2 separate regions of the Mus musculus genome follow, and region 2 is linked to region 1. The links are chromatin contacts, called in public Hi-C maps. All regions are on one chromosome and are shown on one strand. Each heading gives the region's core, a stretch centred on a gene start, on an enhancer-like site or on the middle of the called end of the contact. The rest is flanking DNA. Distances are from core to core; before and after follow the strand shown.

Evidence for each region. A called contact is a pair of places that touch in the nucleus more often than the background predicts.
Region 2: a Hi-C map of the G1E-ER4 cell line shows a contact between it and region 1, with 4 times the contacts expected there. The contact joins two enhancer-like sites. A contact is called at or near these places in 12 of 39 promoter capture datasets (the C10 cell line, the HPC-7 cell line, cranial neural crest and 8 more), 20 of 484 Hi-C or Micro-C datasets (B cells, CD4 T cells, CD8 T cells and 15 more), 7 of 115 datasets of contacts at active chromatin or transcription factors (bone marrow-derived macrophages, differentiating embryonic stem cells, embryonic hindbrain and 4 more) and 1 of 9 other capture datasets (pancreatic islet).

The regions. Positions count from the first base shown.
Region 1 is chr6:50,086,159-50,091,413 of GRCm38.p6, forward strand. No RefSeq gene overlaps it. Among named protein-coding and RNA genes, the nearest start is that of Gm38805, 21 kb to the right of the region's middle. Within about 2 kb of position 3,638, at least 1 of the 459 cell types and tissues checked has an H3K27ac peak or open chromatin away from gene starts, as enhancers often do. A contact at or near this core is called in the G1E-ER4 cell line, where this site is marked.
Region 2 is chr6:50,292,924-50,297,636 of GRCm38.p6, forward strand. Osbpl3 (oxysterol binding protein-like 3) reads right to left here. Exons shown (of 24, transcript NM_001347213.1): 24 at 404-4,238. The coding sequence ends at 4,142. Among named protein-coding and RNA genes, the nearest start is that of Gsdme, 34 kb to the left of the region's middle. Within about 2 kb of position 2,433, at least 13 of the 459 cell types and tissues checked have an H3K27ac peak or open chromatin away from gene starts, as enhancers often do. A contact at or near this core is called in the G1E-ER4 cell line, where this site is marked.

The DNA of each region.
Region 1 (5,255 bases), core at 2,388-4,887:
TCGGACGGAGGGGTTATTGGCTGCATCATAAAACATTTTAAAAACTCACAATTTTGTTATTCTACTCAGTCTTGACATTATTCTTATTATGAAGTCACGAGTGAAGAAATGATAAGGCAATAAAGGAGCAGAAGAAAGATGTTACCCTATTTCTACCCAAGGTTTAACTATAACCCAAGCCTAACCCTAACAAACCCAGAACAATATGAATCCAAAAATTATTTTTTCTTGATTACAAAAAAAAAAAATCAAACCTGAAAACCAAACCATATTAGGTTGTTCTCATGTGATTGACAAGAAGGCATTTGTTAGCCCTTCACATATTGGCTCACACATGTCCTAAGAACTAAGTGCAAGGACTTAGTTCCACTCAGAATGCTCACAGAAGGTTGGTCCTTCCTGTTCGGATCAGGAGGCAGCCTACAACAGTCAAGGTGTTGGGTGAGTTGAAGTTGGTAGCCTAGAGAACAGTACCTGACCCAGAAGTATCTGCTGGATAAATGAGATATTTCATAGAGCAAAACAGTAACTCGTTCAATGTAAGTTTCTGGATATCTCTAAGGTCAGAACTTAGCAGGCACTTCAAGGTTAGGCTAGAGACACACATATTAAATTTTTCTTTAGAACTTCAGGAAAGATGAACAGCTGCCAAAGATATAACTCAGGTTGACTTGCACTGACACTCACCGTCAGAAGCATGATGGCCCAGGTGGAGAAGACCGAGTATAAAGCCTGGGCCATGCATGCCAGGTGGGTCAGGAGAATAAACGGAGAGAAAGGAAACTGAGGCAGGCAGCTTTCACTTGTGGATTCCACGGCAGCAACGTCCCCTTCTCTGGTGTTAGATAATAAATATAGGAAAGGTAAGTATAGAGTCGGAGTTCTAATGTGTGCTCTGAACCCAACTGTAAGTTCATTTTTACTATGAGACATAGCCAAACAATTTAAAATCTTCTCATTTAGAGAAAATGGGACCCACAAGGAAATTATGTCCTTGTCAATGGTGAATATGGAAGTGAACAGGTGTTATTTGTTAGAAAGAACCATGGAGCTGGAGAGGTGGTTCAGTGGTTAGCACTTGCTGCCCTTCCAGAAGACACAAGTTTGGTCCTCAGCATCCATAACAGGTGGCTCATAAATCACCTGTAACTCTCGCTCCAGGAGATCTGATGCCTTCTGGCCTCTGCAGGCACCCACGCACATGTGGCATGCATGCATGTACATGAGCGCACACGCGCACACACACACACATTTTTAAAGGACAGAGTGCTAGGGACATAGTTTAGAGGTTAAGAGCACTGGCTGCTCTTTCAGAGTTTCAGGTTCAATTAATTCCTAGCACACAGCGTGGCAGCTGACAACCATCTGTAAGAGGGGATCTGACATCTTCCTCTTTCCTCTCCAGGGACCAGAGATACATGTAGTACACAAACATACATGCAGAATAAAACACCCACATACGTGCACATATAACAGTTATTATTAATAATTTGAAAGTAAATATATTTTTAAAAGAATCCCAGTTCAGGTATTTCTCAGGCAGCCAGATTATTTTATTTTAATAAAAATCACCACCATTTCATAAGTAATGAAATTTGATTATGCAGCTCACAAAGAGATGGCCAGTTCTCAATAAAATTTTCTCGTAAAACTGAATGAGAACAAGTCAAGTCGCATGTGACTATGGCTTGATTTACACTGAATCAGAGTAACAGTAATTGCCTGCTAAAATAAGTGGTAGTGACATTCGAGTGTGAACACTGGGTATGCTGACGATAATACCGGCTAACATTTATTGAGAGCAGCCTGCACACCAGGCAATGCTCAACGCATCGTATCTAATTTAATCCTTGCCCCCTGAGATCTTTCCTCTTACAGAGCTCTACCTTCCAAGCAGATGGCATATTGATGACAAATAGTCAGCCCATTCCCCTTCCCGAACTCACTGGCGCTAATTCCCAATTGGACCCACTTTTCCCAGGCTGCACTATTCCTGCTTGGTCTCATCTGTGACTAAACATGCTCCAAAAGTCCTCAACGAGTGACAGCGAGCACACACACACTTTCCCAAGAATCAATGTAACTGACCAGTAAACAAACTCAAGGGATTCCATATGAAATTAAACAGTCTTATGATGAAACACAAATGCAAAATTCCAACAGACGTTAAAGGACAAACCTGAAGGAAATTTCACACCTTGAAATGACACCTTGAGAGCCCACTTTTAGGTAGAAAAGCTTTAAAAGCATTGTGCTGTCACAGAGGATGACACAAAATAGCTGTGAAGGTAAGGCCCAAGTTTCTGGAATAATGTGTGTACTTGCTAAACTTCCTGAAATGCTTTGCCTTCTCCTTTGGTTGAATTGGTAGTTCAAGTTCATGAACCTCACATCGACAGTTCACCCTTAGGTTCTGTCTGTAATCATCAATTTCATCCATTAGTATTTTTGTCAAAATTAGAATTAATCTCTTACTCTAACTTAGAAAGGTAGAATTCAAACTTATGTAGACCTTTTTTTAACTAGGGAAACATAAAGAAAAATTAATTTCATTAAACTTGTCAATCACATATACAATTATTATCTTGCCATATGTGTGGAAACTTTGGGGCTAACCCATGAACTAGATAGCATAAATCTTTGCCTGCAAAGACATTCCAGATTTTACACACGTGCACCCACACACACACATACACACACACACACACACACACACACACACACTATACATGTACATTTTTATAAGATTTTGATATCATTGTACCTAGTTTTAATTAGGTTACATTTATAGTAATGGGATGTTATAAGCATTTTTATTGTATTTTATCTACATCATAAATGTTAAAACCTGAATAATAATTTATTTGGGAGATGTGACATATATTATAAACCTGGAGATTTAGTTTGTTTTAATTTTTCATTCTTATAAGGGTTCTAAGATGAATATTTTTACAGACAGATTTTTATGCCTATCTCTAGTTGCTGCCTTCAGATGAAATACTTTGAAATCAATATATTCCTCTTTTTGGGTCACAGAACATGCATATTCTAAGACTTTGAAGGATTGTTGAATCGCATCCCAGAAGTATTTATACCAGCTAATATTTTCAAATGCATATGATAATGTTTATTTTTCCATAACCCCACAGCACTAGGCACCTATTATTAGATATTTTAAGCCAATTTGTAGGTGCAAATTGATTTCTTGTTTTAATATGCCTTCACGGTCTCCTGTGAGGGGAGATGTTCACTGGTGGCTGGAGTTCATTTCTTGTGTTGTCTTTACATGTCTGTACCTTGGCCATTTTTCTATTGCCGTGCTTATCCTCCCTTCCCCTATTTGAACGGGTTAAAAGATAAACCATAGCTTGACATTTTATCTCCCATGTCTGAGTCAGCGATTTTTCATATCCTGTAATGTGTTACTTTATTTCTTGAGGACTGTATTTTCTCCAGCCACATTTATCAATAATTTCATTTTGTAATTTCTATTCTGGGTTGGAGCTTTGAAAGTCCTCTACCATTTATTCCTGATGTTTGACTCTAACTCTGAAGGCACACGTCACAAAAATGTGCCAGACACATTCTGAGTGTCTCGAGGTCTGAGAGAAGCAATGCGTCCCTCCAGTTTTCAGAAGGGTTTGAGGCAGTTGGGGTGTTATGTAGGAACAGAGCAGGGCAGACATAGACAGAGAAGCAGGGACTGAGGGTAGACAGCAATTTGATTTGTAGATACTACCAGATTTTCTTCCCAGACAGGAACAGGTTACAGGCCAGTTATCGCAGGTAGAGCCCAAGAATTTTTCCTTCTAACAAGTTTCAAGGTAAGGTTCAAGGCTACTCCAGTTCATTTTCACAGTAGATGACGATGCCAGAGGTCTTTAACCTGACAGTCAACTTAAGGTCATCTTGTTCTGACTTAATGGCTTTTTTCTAATTTGATGCAAGGTTTTGCTGTGGTGGTTGTTTTTATGTTGGTTTCTCTGTGTAGCCCTGGCTGTCCTCGAACTTGATCTGAAGACCAGGCTAGCCTGGAATTCAGTGGTCTATCTGTCTCTGCCTCTTGAGTACTAAGATTAAAACTGTACTCTGCCACTACAGTTTTGAAAGCCTAAACGACCTGCACAGATATTCTCCAGTAGACCTGTCCTTTCTTCACAGTGAGCACTTGGCTCACCAAGGCAAGGACTTCATTGTTGAAGCACTAAGCATCCGGGTCTCTACAGAACCCGAGCTGCTCCTGAAGCCAGGGACCAGCTGTGGGCCTGGCTGAGTGCCGAGAGAGGACCCAGTCTTTCCAGCGTTGTTACTCGTTCTCCTGATAACCTCTAGTTATACACAGATGCAAGCCCCGCCCTGAGCCAGGAAGCAGTTCTTTTATTAAGTATCAAACTAAATCTCACTTCTGAGGTCCATATTTGTTTTATAAACAAAGAAGGAGGGCAACTGAGACCTTCTAAGCCCCTCATCTTTGTCTAAGTGTAAACTGCTCCAAAGACACACTGCCCCGTGTGCCCAAAGACCACTTTCTCTCCCCAGGACATGTTGAAACCCCTTGTTCTACTCCACATAAGTCTCTCTATAATCATCGGTGCTTTCCTCTGTCAGAGCCATCCAGATCTCTTCTCCATTCTCTACACTCAGACATCAAACGTAGGAGACCATGCTATTTTGGGCTTTTGATCATCATGGCCACTGCCTCAATCCCAGCACCCCTGGCTTGTGTCCTGGAAATGCAGCATGCTGTGGAGAGAAATGCACATTTGCTTTGTATCAGACTGTGCATGGATTCCATTTGTGGCTTAGCCAACCAGCCTTGGAAACAATAACTTGATATTTCCAAGCCTAAATTCTCTATAAAGCAGGAGTCCTTCCTGTCTCATACTCAGGCAACAGAAGTCTTCCACATCCTGTCTCCACAAATATCAGTTGTTCCCCTACTCTTTCATTTTGACTAACATGTCCGAACAGGTTTGTTTTTGTTGTTGTTGTTGTTGTTGTTGTTGTTGGGTTGTTTGTTTTTGTTTTGTTTAGACAAATATCTCTAACTGGTTGTTGTTTTGTTCTGACAAATGTCTCTTAACAAGTTGCCTAGTCTCTAGACAAATATCTACAAGACTACCAGAGTAGCCTTTCTACATCAGAAATCTGTTTGCTTTTTTAATTACACTTCTCCACTGGTCCCAGGACAGAGTCATTTGACAAGACTGCCTTTATCCCTGCTCCATCTTCTAGATGCTTCACGCAGACTGCAC
Region 2 (4,713 bases), core at 1,183-3,682, 210 kb after region 1:
CTGGGACACACCAACTTGAACCAAATGGAGTTCACTGGATGCTCAGGGACGCACCTTAGAGAGGGACGTGCATAGGTCAGTCACGATTTGTATGACTACACAGGCATAATCAATTAGCACTCTTCCATTTCATGTTCTGACACAGAGGAAATAGTATTTCCATAGCATAGTAAGGTGGGTGGAGTAGGGGATCCTTTGGCTTCTAGTGCCTATTCCTAGAGCTGAGAATGCTGGGAAATGCCAGGAAGAAGACTACAGCAACCCAGGTCTTCCCAAGTCACTGTCTCAGTGTGCATCACTTTAGGTGAGCAGCTATGTTCTTCTAGACAGACTCTAGCCAGCATCTTGCTGCCTTTCCGTCAACCACAGCTACACACAGCCAGGAAAAACAAAGACAAAGGCAGCCTTTGCTGTATTCTTTATTCTCAGTCAGTGAGCTACACAGTAGGGCAAGACAACAAACTAAAAGGAGCCGCTGGAGAATCGAAATGGGAGTGGGGAGTGGGGTATGATTTAGATTTTACAAATGGTTAAATAGAAGATTTACAAGTATCATTTTCCCCAAAACATGTCCTGTGGGCTAACAGAGGAAGATTAAAAAAAAATCATCACAAATGAAGCGAATGAGTCACTTCTGACAACTGTATCCCCTAAACCCAGTTTCAAAAACAAGCAAACAAAAAACTGGCTTGCACTTTAGACCATCTTGATTTGCAGACACATTTGATAAGGTTTTCCAACAAAGATAATCACTGATTCGCAGGATCGATACAAGATAGAAAACAGAGCGTGTGAAAATAGCTTTGATCTACTAGCAAAAATAGATTTATGCTGATGTTGGTATTAAAAATAAAGACATTCGAATAAATTCTGACCAAACACTGTAGCCTGTATTTCTAACTAAGATCACGAGAGCAACTTAGAGCCCTGGCTGGTAGCTCGAGGGTGTGAGGACAGTATCTAATAGCTACAGTCCCTCAGAGAGAGTGTGTGGTGTGCACAGTAGGCCTACATTAAGAAGCAAAGTAGCCCTCACCTCTATTTTTGGCTTGACTTCTTTAAGGGTAGACTGAAACAATGCATCATAAATCTGACAAATACAAAGGAAGACAGTGCTAGAAGGCTGAGCAAATGATTTATTGGAAGTAATTAAAAATAGGATATGAGGAAAACAGAAGCCTAAGTGGAGTTAACATTTAAAAAACTCAGTTTGTGTAGTTTTCCATCAGGAAGCCCCCAGAGGCACTGGAAGGCTTGGGGATTGCTGAGGCATTCTTGCTACTTAGTAGGTAATTGTATTTATGACCTAGAGTGAACCCCCATCTGTTTAGTACAAGAACCCTCCTGAGACTGTTGAATGGCAAGCTGTTTAGTTAATACCAGGCTCCCCCTAGTGTCTCAAAAAGCACACTGCATTCCATCTCTTTAGTTAGTACCTGACCCCTGGTGTCTGGGATGTGAACTGCCAATGTTTAGTTAGTACCAGGAGCATCCTAGCATCAAGATGTGAACTGCAGGAAGAAGCTGCACTGAGGCTTTTATTACGACAGGGCCTGTGGAGGGAACTACACTACTCCTTTGCCACACTGAAGATACTCATTCCTTAACGATACCTTGCAGATCGGGGTTGTGAGTACTGAGAAGGTGCAGTTTGTGGTTAGCACAAGGTCCTGCTACTGGGAGAACATCTGTGACTTACCATAAACTTGAAATAGGATAATTAGAATGAAAGGGGCTGAAACATGCACATCAAATGGTGCAGCGATTGGCATTGTGTACTGGAGTAAGTCAGGAGTTCAGAAAGATTAAACTTTACTTAATTCTTCTCGAAACAATACCACAGTTCTGTTTTCCTTATGGAAACATCCAAGTTCTAGACACACAAACTCGGAGGAAGAGTGTGTGAGACAGAACGAGAGGAATGTAGCAGCCTCCTCCCTCCAGCAGGGAGTTTTAAGATTCACATAGCAGCATGCACCTCCTGACCATCTACATTCCGAAAGCCCTTCATCCAGACACGGGCAGTGACTTACAGAGCTTGCACATGGTTCTGGAACATATTTTTGTTCATGCTTCTCCCTGATCCAAATAAGATGACTACAGAGGAGACATTTGGGTCAGCTGTAGGTGTGGATCCAAATTAAAGCTTGAAGTCAACAGAAATTATACCACGAGATACTTTAAGAATGTTCAAACAACTGGCTGTACTGATTCTGGGGATACATTCTCGATTTTGTGGGATTTTTTTTTTTTTTTTGTCATTTTCCTTCTCCTTTGGGGCGGCCTCTCGAGCAGGCCTACTTCACAGTCAGTATTGCTGAAATCCCACGTGTCCTCTCGGGTTTGTTTCCCTGCCGAGATCCCTGCTTACATCTCCAGCCTGTGGTCAGATGTGGATAGCGCTTGAAAAGGAAAAAAAACAAAACAGGAACTAAAGAATCGCCGCACCACCCAGCTGCTTAGAAATGGAAATGAGATTCATGCTGCGTTCATCTTGGTGTCTCCACAACATGGAAAAAAAATGAACCAATATTTAATGAGTTGCTTAAAATGACAGTCACTTGTAGACTCCAAAGACTACTGATTCACCTTCAACACTCCACTTGTGAAAACTTCAGCAGTGCAGTTGGTTATCTGGTGTGACACAGGTCAACTCTGGGAGTTGGCTCTTTCCTTCTATCTTTTAGATAGGTCCTGGAGACTGGACCCAGTGCCAGGTTCACACAATAAGTGCCTGTGCCTGCCGAGCCGATCTCACTGGCCTCCCAAATTCGTTCTATAGAAATCTCTTTACCCTATCATTACACGCAATGTTTCATAGAACTGCTACAGACATCCGAGTCAAAGGCTTAACAATCAGACTTTGGTTTTAATGTGCTCTGGGCAGAAGTCAGAGTTGTTTTGATAACACAATTCAGCTACTGTGCACATTCTATTATCATGATTTAAAGTAAGACACTTATAAGAACAACAGTTTCCCTTTGGTAGCTCCTGTCTGAGACAGATGCAGAACTCAGAGTATTACAAATAAGAAGAGAGTCAAGGAAAGAGGTAAACCCTTGCAGCTTTCTCAAGAGGACGACATAGAAGAACAGCAATGTTTGTCTATAAGGCAGATGGTCAAACTGGCTATACAAGGTCAAAAGGGCGGTGCTCGGTAAGAGGTAGAGAGTACCAAAGCCGTGTGGAGGAACAACGCTGGGTTATTTAAAGCCACCAGTGACTTCGCTGAAGTTTAGAAGGTCACACTGCCGTGGGCTGTTACTGTTTATACTAAATGAGAGACATTTCATCCTCAATAGGGGCCAAAAAGAGGGCTTGCAAGCCAGGGGTGGAGCAGGAAGCTGAAAGTAGTTTCTTAAATTTTTAAGGATTCAGCTCTTACTGAGGACAAACGAAACGTCTGCTGCCTCCCTAGGACACCATTGGGACACTGAATTAATGGAGTCTTCTCTGATGAAGGCAACGTCTCTAGGCAAGCTGGGGGCAGTTTTATACACAAGGCAACAGAAGTAAAGGGAGGGAAGTTTGCACTTCTGGTTGCTTGATGCCCACCTTATATAAAGAATATGCATCTCACTAACTTTATACAGATTTCTTAACCAGGAAAATGCAAATGAAAACATTCTTGGTACTTCAGCACCGGCAGAATTGTTCTGTATGAGCAATCGAAGAGCTGTCTGAGGCGAAAAGATATCCCAGCTACCAATTAACCCTGGGTAGCTATGCATGGGTGAGTATCCCTGGGTGTTATTATTTCTTAACGCATCTGGGACAATTTTTTTCCAGTGTGATTTTATAAGGCATAAATTTGAAATTTCCCCCTTACCTCTGGAAAATTAGTGTTAAATGTTTTTTTTTTTGTAACCCACACATTAACATTCAATCTTTCATTTTTATTAAATAGTTTATATATATAAAAAGAAATACCGAGGTGTTCTACATTCATATAAACAATCATGATAACACTTGAAATTTTAAAGAGACTTACTGAAGAAAATATATACTTCAGCGCTTACAATGCTACGCTAAGCACAAGTGATCATTCTAGATGCTATCTTTTAAACATACAGACAGCTGTGCGCTGCTTCCGGAAGCAAATGTGGGCAAAGTTACAGGAAATCTCCTTCTCTTTTACATTTCACCATAAGACGGGATGGTCCAACTTGGAAAAGCCAAGGTCTTTCCTCAGTTCCAGGTAGGTCCCATTGCTTACCCAAGCATCGTCACTGGATTTCCTGTGAGAGATGAGACGAGACAGCTTCTCTTAGAGTCCGCTATGACCTCCTCTCTCCCCCTCCTTCCTTTGCTTGCCCACCATCACTCCAGAGAAATTCATTGTTCTTGTTTGGGTATTTGAGTGGTGTCCAAAGACTGACAAACATTTTTTATTTCTGATATATACTTAAGCCTGGAAGTTGGGAAGGTGGTGCTTCTAAAAGGATGCCCCCTCTGTATGTGTGTGTGTGTGTCCCCATCCACCCTCTCTCTGTATGCTGTACATCAAACAAGACTGGACTGATAGCCACCACACTGGGAACAACTAAATACTACCCAATCAACCAGGCTGATCGAGGTCAGTCTAAGTTAGCATAAAGCCAAATAGAATGAACAAAAAGGAACTGGACCGTAACAGTCATGAGAGAACTTTTGGTTTAGGGCTCTGGGAAAAGATCATCTCCTACATAGATAGAAATTCAAAGGGCACAAAAG